Regions from separate parts of the Hordeum vulgare genome. Here region 2 is linked to region 1. Evidence: chromatin contacts called from public Hi-C data. All regions are on one chromosome and are shown on one strand. Each heading gives the region's core, a stretch centred on a gene start, on an enhancer-like site or on the middle of the called end of the contact. The rest is flanking DNA. Distances are from core to core; before and after follow the strand shown. Region 1 holds the start of LOC123407928. Region 2 holds the start of LOC123426862 (boron transporter 4-like).

Region 1 (5,313 bases), core at 1,214-3,713:
TAATGTGCTCAACGGTTTGATCATCTAGTTGTATATTGTGCACAAGCGAGTCCAAAGGATGAAGAATTGACATATATGGTCGGCAGTGACGATGGTGTCGTTCTTGATCTTTAAAATCCAAGCATTCCCGTTGAGGGCATCCTTAACTTTTCAAATCTTGCACGCGGAGGCCTCGAAGTTAAAGGAGCGATGTCTTTTGGCTTCTTTCCAAGAAGCCAAGAGGAGTCTCAAAAAAGTGTTTTTGCTCCGTTGCCCAAGATGATGATCGTTGAGGCGTAGGAGAAGTCCATATCTAGGCTGCAGATAATCTGAGAAACTGTTTTGTTCATAGGTTGCAGGCGATCAGACGATTTCCAAATTCATTTTTCATCACCTTCTTGCAGGATCATTGCTACAATTTATGACTTCCCAAGGTTATCTGATGCATCGAAGCGGGGGGGTTCCTCCTTTCAGAAGTTATTTGATAATTTCATACAATCTGTTTCAGTCATGCCTTCGACGATGGAACTTTTTACCTTTGATTTATTTTCTATAGTAAAACAGTGCAAATATCTGGAGCGGTTTGCTCCCAATAATGTGCGCTAACCGTTGGAGCTCGTCTGCGTTCTAGTCCTTAGCTAAACCAGGTAAGTTTCTCTGCAGTTTACAGCTCTTCTGTATTTGATCTTCAACCTTAATTTTGGATTTACATGCTCCTAATACGTTGGCTCTTGACAACAATCATGAAACAACCAACATTCGTTGTGGTCATTTTTTTTGGCTTTTGAACTCGCAAAGGGCCAGTGAGGTGTCATATACTCCCTTAATTTCCAAATATAATTTTTTAGTTGTTGGATCGGATTTGCATGAATAAAGACAAAGTTGTTGGATCATGAACAAAGATTATAGTCATTTCTAAATATACTTCTTCTCTAATTCTTCTGTAGTTGTTGGATCGGATTTGCATGAACAAAGATCAGTTTCTGCCCGCATCGCGTATTCAGTGGCTCTTGGTCGCGCGGCATCCTTGGGATTTCAAAAGGGTGGGCCAGGTTTGACTCCCTCTGTCAACTCAGCTCAAAATCATCGAGGCCCGTTCCGCATCCGTTGTCTCTTGGTGGGTCACGTGCGGCCAGCTGCCCTAATAGGATCATATTCAGAATAACTGTTGTGCGCAAAGAGCAATTAAGGATTCGCCTCCCGATTTGACAAACAAATCAGGTAACGGGGCCTTCTACCTGCCGCATTCTGCGGCAGGGAGTCCCTCGGTCGCACAGGGCTCTCGCCCGACTAGGCCGACCCAGTTCCTTTTTTTTCGTTTTCTGCTTATTTCCTTTTTTATTTTTGTCATTATTTTATGAAAATGAACTAAAGTTGAATTTCCCAATCATTTTTTTGAAACATGGACACTTTTTAAGCTGTGAACAACTTTAAAAACATGCAAACAAATTTGGAAGCACATTTTTTTTTAAATATTGTTGAAAAAAATTAAATGATAAACATTTTTTTGAAAAATTTGTTTGAAAATCCAGATCATTTACTAGAAAATCAAAAATATTTTCCGAATTTGGAGAACATGTTTTGAAAATCCAGAACATTTTTTAAAAAATATAGAACATCTTTTGAAAAAGAAACTGAAAAGTAAAAAAATTCCAGAACATTTTTTCAAATTTCGAATTTTTTTATAAAATTCCGGAATATTTTTTCAAATTCCGGAACATTTTTGAAACATTCCGGAAATTTTTTCAAATTCGTAAACATTTTTTAAATTCCGAAACATTTTTTCAAATTCGAGAACATTTTTTCATATTTCGGAAAAATTTCAAATTCCAGGACATTTTTTAAAAATTCTGGAATATTTTTTCAAATTCCGAAAGATTTTTTCAAATTCTGGAAATTTCTGGATTTTTTAAAAAAATCCAGAACATTTTCCAAACTGAAACAGAATAAAAGAAAAATAAATAAAGAAAAAAAGAAAAAAAGAAAAAAAAAGGGTCAGGGAATCTTCTAGAAAGTTCCCAAAACCGGAAAAAATCGGCTAAAAACCTCCAGAAGGTTCTCAAAACCAGGATCGGTGAAAGTGTTAACGGGTCAGCCAAACCCGTCGCTCGCTCACACCTCTTGTGTGAAGCAGCGACTACTTGCCGCAATGAGCGGCGCATAGGAAATTCCACAAACCCAACCCCCCCCCTCCTCCTCCTTTGGAAACTAGCCGAGACAACCGTGACCGGTCCCCCCAGGCCCACCAAGTCAGCGACCCTGCTCCTCCCAATTCGTAGGCAGCGCGGGTAGTTTCCTCTTTTGCCCACCTCGAGAATGATGTCCTCGCCCCTCATTCACTCCAACCTTCACTATTACGACCCCGATCAGTGCCTCAACCGACCCGCTGGATGGAACGGAGGCCCAACAACAGGTTTCCGGCCCACTCGTGGGTGACTTAAGCCTACTTAAGCGGTCGCGACAGCAGAGAGGGGCATGCAGAGACACGAAAACCTGGCGGCGGCTATCTCCCGATCCCCTTTCCCTCTACCTGTAGAACCCTAGATACCGTATTCATCTTGTAATCGAGGGCCTCTAAGTGTAAGATCGACCCGAGACCATAACAATTGGTATTCAGAGCCTTCCCCTCCATCAAATCCGCTTCACACACCGTGGCTGGCTGGTTTCCCTCGATCATTCAGACGAGGCACGGCAAGGCAACCGCTATGGAGGAGCAGGTCAAGGCCATGACGGAGCTGACAGCGGCCGTGGTGCCGATGGATGCCAAAATCGACGAGATCCACCCCGCGATGCTCAATCTCGAAGGATGGAAGCCGGTGATTGAGTGAACTGTCGATAATCTCCAGGCGAAGGTGGGCGATGCTGCGGGACAAGGGGACGAGCGCGGAGGGCGCTGCCCCGAGCCCACCCCTTCCGCAAACCCAACAGCAGAAGCAACCGCCACCACCGATCCGGTTGCTCAATCTTCCATTGATCGTGCCGCACACCGTGGACGTGAACCTCGCACGGCCACCGAAGGTCTTGCGGGTGCACGGTGGCTACGGCCACGGGCCAATCGGCCATGACAGGACTTCAGATCACCAGGGGATGTCACCGGGGCATCAATCCCCGAGGGCGCCTCTGGTCATGGGTACGTTCGATTCCAGCCAACGCTTCTCCTAGAGCTCGTTCATGGGGGACCGTGGTTTTGGTTTTTCTCGTTACCCACCTCCACCGCGTCTAGGTTTCCCAATGTTTGATGGGATGGGCCAAGAGCTTGGCAGCTGAAGTGTGAGTCATATTTTCGGGTGTGTACTCTGATCCCGGACACGTGGGTGAGTTGTGCCTCGATGTACTTCATCGATGGGGCATTGCCTTGGTTGTAATCGACCAAGGCCCACATTTACCACGATTGGGAGGCCTTTGCCAGTATCTGAGCAATTCGTGTGAGAGGAGTTTTAGTCTCTGTTACGGCAGTTTAACACACTGGCGTAGAGTGGCACAGTGACGGAGTATGTAGAAAAAATTACTCAGTTCATGCATAATCTCCTAGCTCATATTTCATTATGCATTTCATAGATGGGTTGCAGAAGGAAGTTTGTGCTGCTGTTATTTTACATCACCCAAAAACACTCGATATTATTGTCGATCTTACATGTTTAGAGGAGGAGGTGATGGAGGCCATGAGAAAGGAGGACAAGCCGGAGGATCACCAGTACTCGTCGACCATGTCGACATGCATGACACTGCAGACGAATCTTCCGTTTCCTCTGCCTCCAACGCCGGCGCCGGCAAAGCCAGCTGCACCTCTCGTGGCGCGCAACACGGATCGCCGAGCGATGGAGGGAGCCCATGCTCCACCACAAGAGGACAGAATCGCGATGCTCCGGGCCTACTGCACAGTGTGCGGCCTCTGCTTCACCTGCGGCGAGCGGCGGGGGTGTGATAATCGCTGCGGCCCTACCGTCCAACTTCATGTCGCGGAGGAGCTGATCGACATGATGCGCGGGGAACCAACTCCAACGGATAAACATGTTTGGTTGCCCGCGCTGCACCTGCATGGCATTCGAGATGCAATTTTCAGCTTGTTTGGTAAACCGTATGGCCATCTGGGCCTGGCCCAACTGATGCAAAAAGTACCCTCTCAGCCAGGCTGAGAGCTACGCCGGATTCGGCTGTTCCTTGGATGCATGCACGAGTCGTACAAAACGCCCTTCTCCTCTCCCGTCGCCCCGATCTGGATCAGGGAGGGAGATCGCCTCGCCACCCGCGCCGCCATGCCTCCGGCTGCCAGCCCCGCCGCCGAGCGCCTCCCTCCCGTCGTCCCGATCTGGATCACGAGGGAGATCGCCTCGCCACCCGCGCCGCCATGCCTCCGGCCGCCAGCCCCGCCGCCGAGCGCCTCCCTCCCGTCGCCCCGATCTGGATCCCGAGGGAGATCGCCTCGCCACCGGTTGCCGCGCCGCCATGCCCTCCGGCCGCCAGCCCCGCCACCGAGCACCTCCGCTCCCGTCGCTCCGATCTGGATCGGGGAGGGACATCGCATCGCCACCGGTTGCCGCGCCGCCATGCCCTCCGACCGCCAGCCCCGCCACCGAGCACCTCGGCTCCCTGCCTGATCTGGATCGGGGAGGGAGATCGCCTCGCCTCGCCTCTGGTCGGTTGAGTTGATCCGCTCCCTGCAGTCTACCAAACATCATCTCTTGTATATAGCATCTCTCATGCAGTAATATCACACAATCCACCAAACACACATCTCACTCAACCAGGCCACACTCACCCAGGATCCCTCATGCGATGCAGGCTAGAGCCACCCAGGCAACCAAACACGCCCTAGACTCGGGGGCGAACTGCTGCTCATCTCTGTGGCGACCAGTTTTTCAAAAAATAATTTTCAGAAAATAGGCTTTTGTGTTCACCAGTCACAGGACTACTGTTAGGTGGTGGACACTTATTTGATATAGAAATCTCAAGAAAATTACAAAATCTGGGTTACCAGACCATGAAGGTCTACTCGTTCGGACAAAAGTCTGAGGCTAACAGCGAAAAAAACTCGAGGAATCTCCAGTGCTCATGGGTCTCCATTCCCACAAGAAGAACTGACCTGGATAAATTCCTATCTCATAAGGTTGCTATCCTTGACTCCTAGGTTTCGGGATTGACGGCATCGTGCTCCTCCCCATAAGTAATCTGGCTAAAACAATTGCCAGGGACAAGCCAATGAGTACTTTGAATGTACTCGCAAACATCAAGAACACAGATAAGTTAAAGCTGGTGAGATGCATGCTTAAATCGTTATATAACTCTATTATGCAACAAGAATTATTCACGCATGCATTCATGCAGATAAACTAT
Region 2 (5,313 bases), core at 1,178-3,677, 620 kb after region 1:
AAGTGTGCAGACCCTGCGGGTTCGAGAACTATGTAGACATGACCCGAGAGACTCCTCGGTCAATATCCAATAGCGGGACCTGGATGCCCATATTGGATCCTACATATTCTACGAAGATCTTATCGTTTGAACCTCAGTGCCAAGGATTCGTATAATCCCGTATGTCATTCCCTTTGTCCTTCGGTATGTTACTTGCCCGAGATTCGATCGTCGGTATCCGCATACCTATTTCAATCTCGTTTACCGGCAAGTCTCTTTACTCGTTCCGTAATACAAGATCCCGCAACTTACACTAAGTTACATTGCTTGCAAGGCTTGTGTGTGATGTTGTATTACCGAGTGGGCCCCGAGATACCTCTCCGTCATACGGAGTGACAAATCCCAGTCTTGATCCATACTAACTCAACTAACACCTTCGGAGATACCTGTAGAGCATCTTTATAGTCACCCAGTTACGTTGCGACGTTTGATACACACAAGGCATTCCTCCGGTGTCAGTGAGTTATATGATCTCATGGTCATAGGAATAAATACTTGACACGCAGAAAACAGTAGCAACAAAATGACACGATCAACATGCTACGTCTATTAGTTTGGGTCTAGTCCATCACGTGATTCTTCCAATGACGTGATCCAGTTATCAAGCAACAACACCTTGTTCATAATCAGAAGACACTGACTATCATCGATCAACTGGCTAGCCAACTAGAGGCATGCTAGGGACGGTGTTTTGTCTATGTATCCACACATGTAAATGAGTCTTCATTCAATACAATTATAGCATGGATAATAAACTATTATCTTGATACAGGAATTATAATAATAACTATACATTTATTATTGCCTCTAGGGCATAATTCCAACAGCCCCCCCCCCCCCCCCCCCGGATTTTGGGGCCCCGTGCGAGCGCACAGCTCGCACATGCCCCTCAACGGCCTTGAGTGGGCCTTGACCAGTAAAGCCGTGGCCAACCTTACCTATCGAGTTCACAAACAAGGATATCTCGAGTTTGAATTCTGATATGTGTTTTTCCTTTCTGGCCTCATGAACTTTCTTTATTTTTGACAGCATAATGGATGCATTTTTTTTGTGTGGTCGTGTTCATGGGGGTGCTTACTCGGAGGGTTGTCCGTGCATCAAGACGCAAAGCTTCTGCGTTTTCTCTATGAAGGACCACGACAGCGTCTTGGTAGTTTGCTTGAGCAATATGATGAAGTGTCATTTCTGTTAGGGTGTGTCTAGGTCTCAGTCGACTCAGACTTCATGAAGTCTCAGTCAAGTAGTATAGTATGTAAGAAGAAAAAAACTAAAAAAATTATCTATATGAATCTCAATGTAAAATCAACAGATTATAGTATTGACTGAGACTTTGCGCAGTCGACTGATTTTTTTAGGAAAGCCGTTCTGATATATTATATGGCACGAGCAATGTTGTTGGTTGTGAGGTTTTCCCAAAGGTGATGCCGTCAGATTGCGTCCTACGAGGCTTTCCATCCACGCGATGTTTACTGGTAGCAAACTCCCGAACCAGCTCGTGGTTCTAATTTTTTGACATACTGAAGCAAGCAAGCAGCGTTGATATTTTCGGATGTTCTGAATTCAGTCTCAGGCTAGTGGTATGGGGTTACAGTTTGGGTTACGGATCGATGTTAGCGTGCATGTACGTATAGTTGCACCTCATTCCACACGACGCACGCGTGCAGTCCTTGATATTCCAAACTAAAACCGTACCCATTGCACAGGTCACAGTGAATATGACATGGCTGCGAGAAGGCAGGCAGCATTGCGCATGCTCGTATGGCGGTAGAGGCTGCCCAACCAATCGCCCCGTTTCCGTGATTGCCACGTGGAGAGGCCAGCTGGCGGATGGATCCCTCGTGTACGTCTCTTCCAAATTTGGAAGGGAAACGTGCAGCAAGTTTTCGCTCGGGTTGGCCGCGGCCGAACCACACGGCGGAAACGTCGTCACGTCATCGTCGGGTCTGGTAACTGGTAAGCAGCCCGCGCGTGCGAGTTGGCCAGCCGATGCTTGGAGCGAACGTGCGAGAGGACGACGTGGACCGGATCCGGCGACAGCTGTCCTGCTGGCCCCACGCAGGCCGTACCATCGGCTCGAACGGACGGCCTCGATTCAAACCCGCGAGAGCCGTGCGCCGGTGACACCTCGGCCCCACGCAATCCTGGAAGCACGTTTACTATTTTCGTCGGGCCCACGTGACAGAGAGGGAGATTGGGCGTCAGGCGCGCGCACACTGATCTTCTCTCCGCCGATGGATCGATGGGGTCGCCGGGGTCTATAAATAATAGGCGGCCATCGCGGAGGAAATGGGGCAAAGGAAAGAAGGCTGCAACCCCGCCCGCCCCCCGGCTCCGGCTCCCCTCCTCCGCCCGCCGACGCCGGGTTTCGCACCCTGCGTCGCGGTGGAGGCGGCATTGCCGTTGCGGTACCGCGCGTCTCCGGCGCCCCGCCTCGCCTCCCCCACCCCACCCCGCCCCGCCTCAACCTCGTACGTCGCTGCTGGTAAGCCTCTGCTCCGTTCCAGTGCTTCAATCCCGTCACCTCAAAAGTTCCTCCACGGCTTGCTTGGGTTTGCTGGGTGCAGCCCCTTCACTGCATGCAGATTTGTCGATTTTTTGTTTGTTGCGCTCTTGTTGATTCAACTCGGGGTGATTCTATGCGCTTGAAGGAAATGTAGCTCTTAAATTGATGCTGTACATGTCACTATTTTTTTGTTTTTTTGGAAGAGTTTGTTCATCTGCAGCAGCAGCAACAACAACAATGAGCACGTAGGGTGAAATTTCTCTCTATCTCTGTAACATTTCTTTGGCAACCTTCTAGCACTTAGCTTTGTCGCGTCCATGCAATCCCCTGCAAAATTTTAGTGCCATTTCACTACTTTTGGTTGTTACTAACATGGCCCCAAACATGCATGCTTGATTAGTTGATTTGTACCCTCTTTTTATCTATGTGAATTTGTGGTTTGCTTCAACCTCTGTTCATGATTGCCGTATGTGAAGCTTGCGTACAGAGGAGATCAGGCAGCTCGATTGATTTTGTTAAGCAGAGCATGGCCATCGCACAAGCTTGTGGTAATTCATCCATGTAGGACCGCTTCCATTTGCTATGGCCTATTATCACATCGTATTTGGCCCCAGCCTTTGGGGCTAGTTTCAAATGTCTGTCGGTTGATAGGATGCTTGCGTTTGCCTAATTCAGCTAGTCCAAATGGTCTTCTTTAATGGCCCTATTTTTTTTTTGTTTCCCTGAAAGCTGTAAAGCCTTTTTGGCAATCTCAGATGTCAGGATAGTCATACAAAAAAAAACGTGCTCTTACCGTGTCCGGCACTAATACAAAACTAAATATAGCATCACGTTAAATGAAGGATATAGGGCATATACCAAAGGCTATCATTCAATGGTTAATGACCAGTCAATATTTGGCCCATCCAGCATGCTAAATATAGCATAACAAACATAGGCAAGCCAAATTGGGCCAACCTTCCTATTTCCTTTTTCTGATGCTTCACGTGCTAGCTATCGTATTCTTTTACAGACGAAATCTGAAGTTATGAAGCAACATTTTATGGGGTAATGCAGCTCTGTACATTGTCTTCATGAATAATTTTCTATGCAAATTCTCTCGGCTTTGTTTGTGTGGGAGGAACATGAGATCTTCAGTTGATTTTTACGAGATGCTGTTTTGCTTGATGGCATCCAAAATAGAACTTCTAGTCTTAATTCAATTTTACAGTATGTTGTTCATAATCACAAAACTGTGATCATGAACAAGTACTTTCAAATATGACTCCAGAGGTGCCACCTTTTTTTTCCGCCAAACCTAAGTATTGTTGAAATAGTTGTTGGTATAGCCACATCTTTGCCTTGTTGGTAAACATTATATCTTGAATTAGAAATCTGTGGAGGTTTTATAAAAATTAAGACAGGGAATGTATGACTCATCACTGTACACCATGCCTTTGTACACACAAAATCTGATTATGTATTGTCCCCCTTTCAGGCGATGGAACCTAAGAAAACCCTATTTAAGGGAGTGATTGAGGATTTTGGAGGAAGAGCAGCTTGCTACAAACAAGACTGGCACAACGGGTTCAGTTCTGGGTTCAGGTTTGCTGCACCTAACAAGTCGATGTTTATTTAATTCTACGTCACCTCTCAAAATTTTCCAGTTGTGTTGACTGTTTTGAATGCAACCTACGTACTGTCAGGATATTGGCACCTACTCTGTACATCTTCTTTGCGTCTGCACTGCCTGTCATCGCCTTTGGGGAGCAACTTAGTAAAGATACAGGTTTGTCTATTCTTCCTTGCACTGTTAAGAACTTTAGGTCAGTAGCCTTTTCAACATCTTTTCCCCTTTTCTAAATCCTTTACTTTTATCTCTCCATGTGGCATTTGACAAAGATAAGGAGAATGTAGTTGTGGATCCTTGTTCTTAGGCACTGACAATTGAAAATAATTTTTTGTCCTATTTCAGATGGTACGCTAACGACAGTTGAGACATTAGCATCAACTGCTTTATGTGGCATCATACATTCTTTACTGGGTGGACAACCACTGCTGATTGTGGGAGTTGCAGAACCAACTATTATCATGTATACATATATCTACAATTTTGCCAAAAATCAGCCAAACCTTGGAGAACGATTATTCCTGGCATGGGCTGGATGGTAAGGGATGATAAATAAATAAGAAATACTTTTTGTGATGGCCTTTCAGTTACGCCATATGGTACCTCTATATCTATTTAATTGTTTTCGCTTTTTATCCACTGTGATAGGGTTTGCATCTGGACTGCGGTCATGTTGTTCCTCATGGCAATGTTTAATGCCGCAGCTGCTTTGAATAGATTTACAAGGTTTGCAGGAGAATTGTTTGGAATGTTAATCACCATCCTGTTCATGCAACAAGCTATCAAGGTATAAATTGCTAAATGTTATCTATATACTCTCTCCGTCCCAAAATAAGGGTCTCAACTTTGTACTAAAGCTGAGACACTTATTTCGGGACGGAGGGAGTATGATATTTTAGGAGTTAGGTGGTCCATCTTTCTCTTTGACCGCTAATATTTATGATCATGTAAAATGAAACTGGATTGGTTCAGAGCCGGAGAGCCATAATCGAACTAGGGGTCAACTACTACTTCGATTAGGCAAAAGCGAGTATCCAATTGCATCATGGCAGCTGCCTTTACCTCAAAACTATTTATATTGGTTATACGAAAAATAGTACTCCCTTAGATCCATATTAATTGAGGGAGTATATGGTTGTATCTGTTATTCTTAAAAAAACAT

What was found. A called contact is a pair of places that touch in the nucleus more often than the background predicts.
Region 2: a Hi-C map of leaf shows a contact between it and region 1, with 3 times the contacts expected there. The contact joins the promoter of LOC123426862 here to the promoter of LOC123407928 in region 1. A contact is called at or near these places in 4 of 6 Hi-C or Micro-C datasets (leaf and seedling).

The regions. Positions count from the first base shown.
Region 1 is chr1H:121,901,589-121,906,901 of MorexV3_pseudomolecules_assembly, forward strand. LOC123407928 reads left to right here and starts at 2,464. Exons shown (of 2, transcript XM_045101180.1): 1 at 2,464-3,109; 2 at 3,622-4,139. The coding sequence starts at 2,839. The coding sequence ends at 4,115.
Region 2 is chr1H:122,520,385-122,525,697 of MorexV3_pseudomolecules_assembly, forward strand. It overlaps LOC123426862 (boron transporter 4-like), which reads left to right and starts at 2,428. Exons shown (of 14, transcript XM_045110762.1): 1 at 2,428-2,521; 2 at 4,020-4,126; 3 at 4,228-4,310; 4 at 4,497-4,689; 5 at 4,800-4,938. The coding sequence starts at 4,023.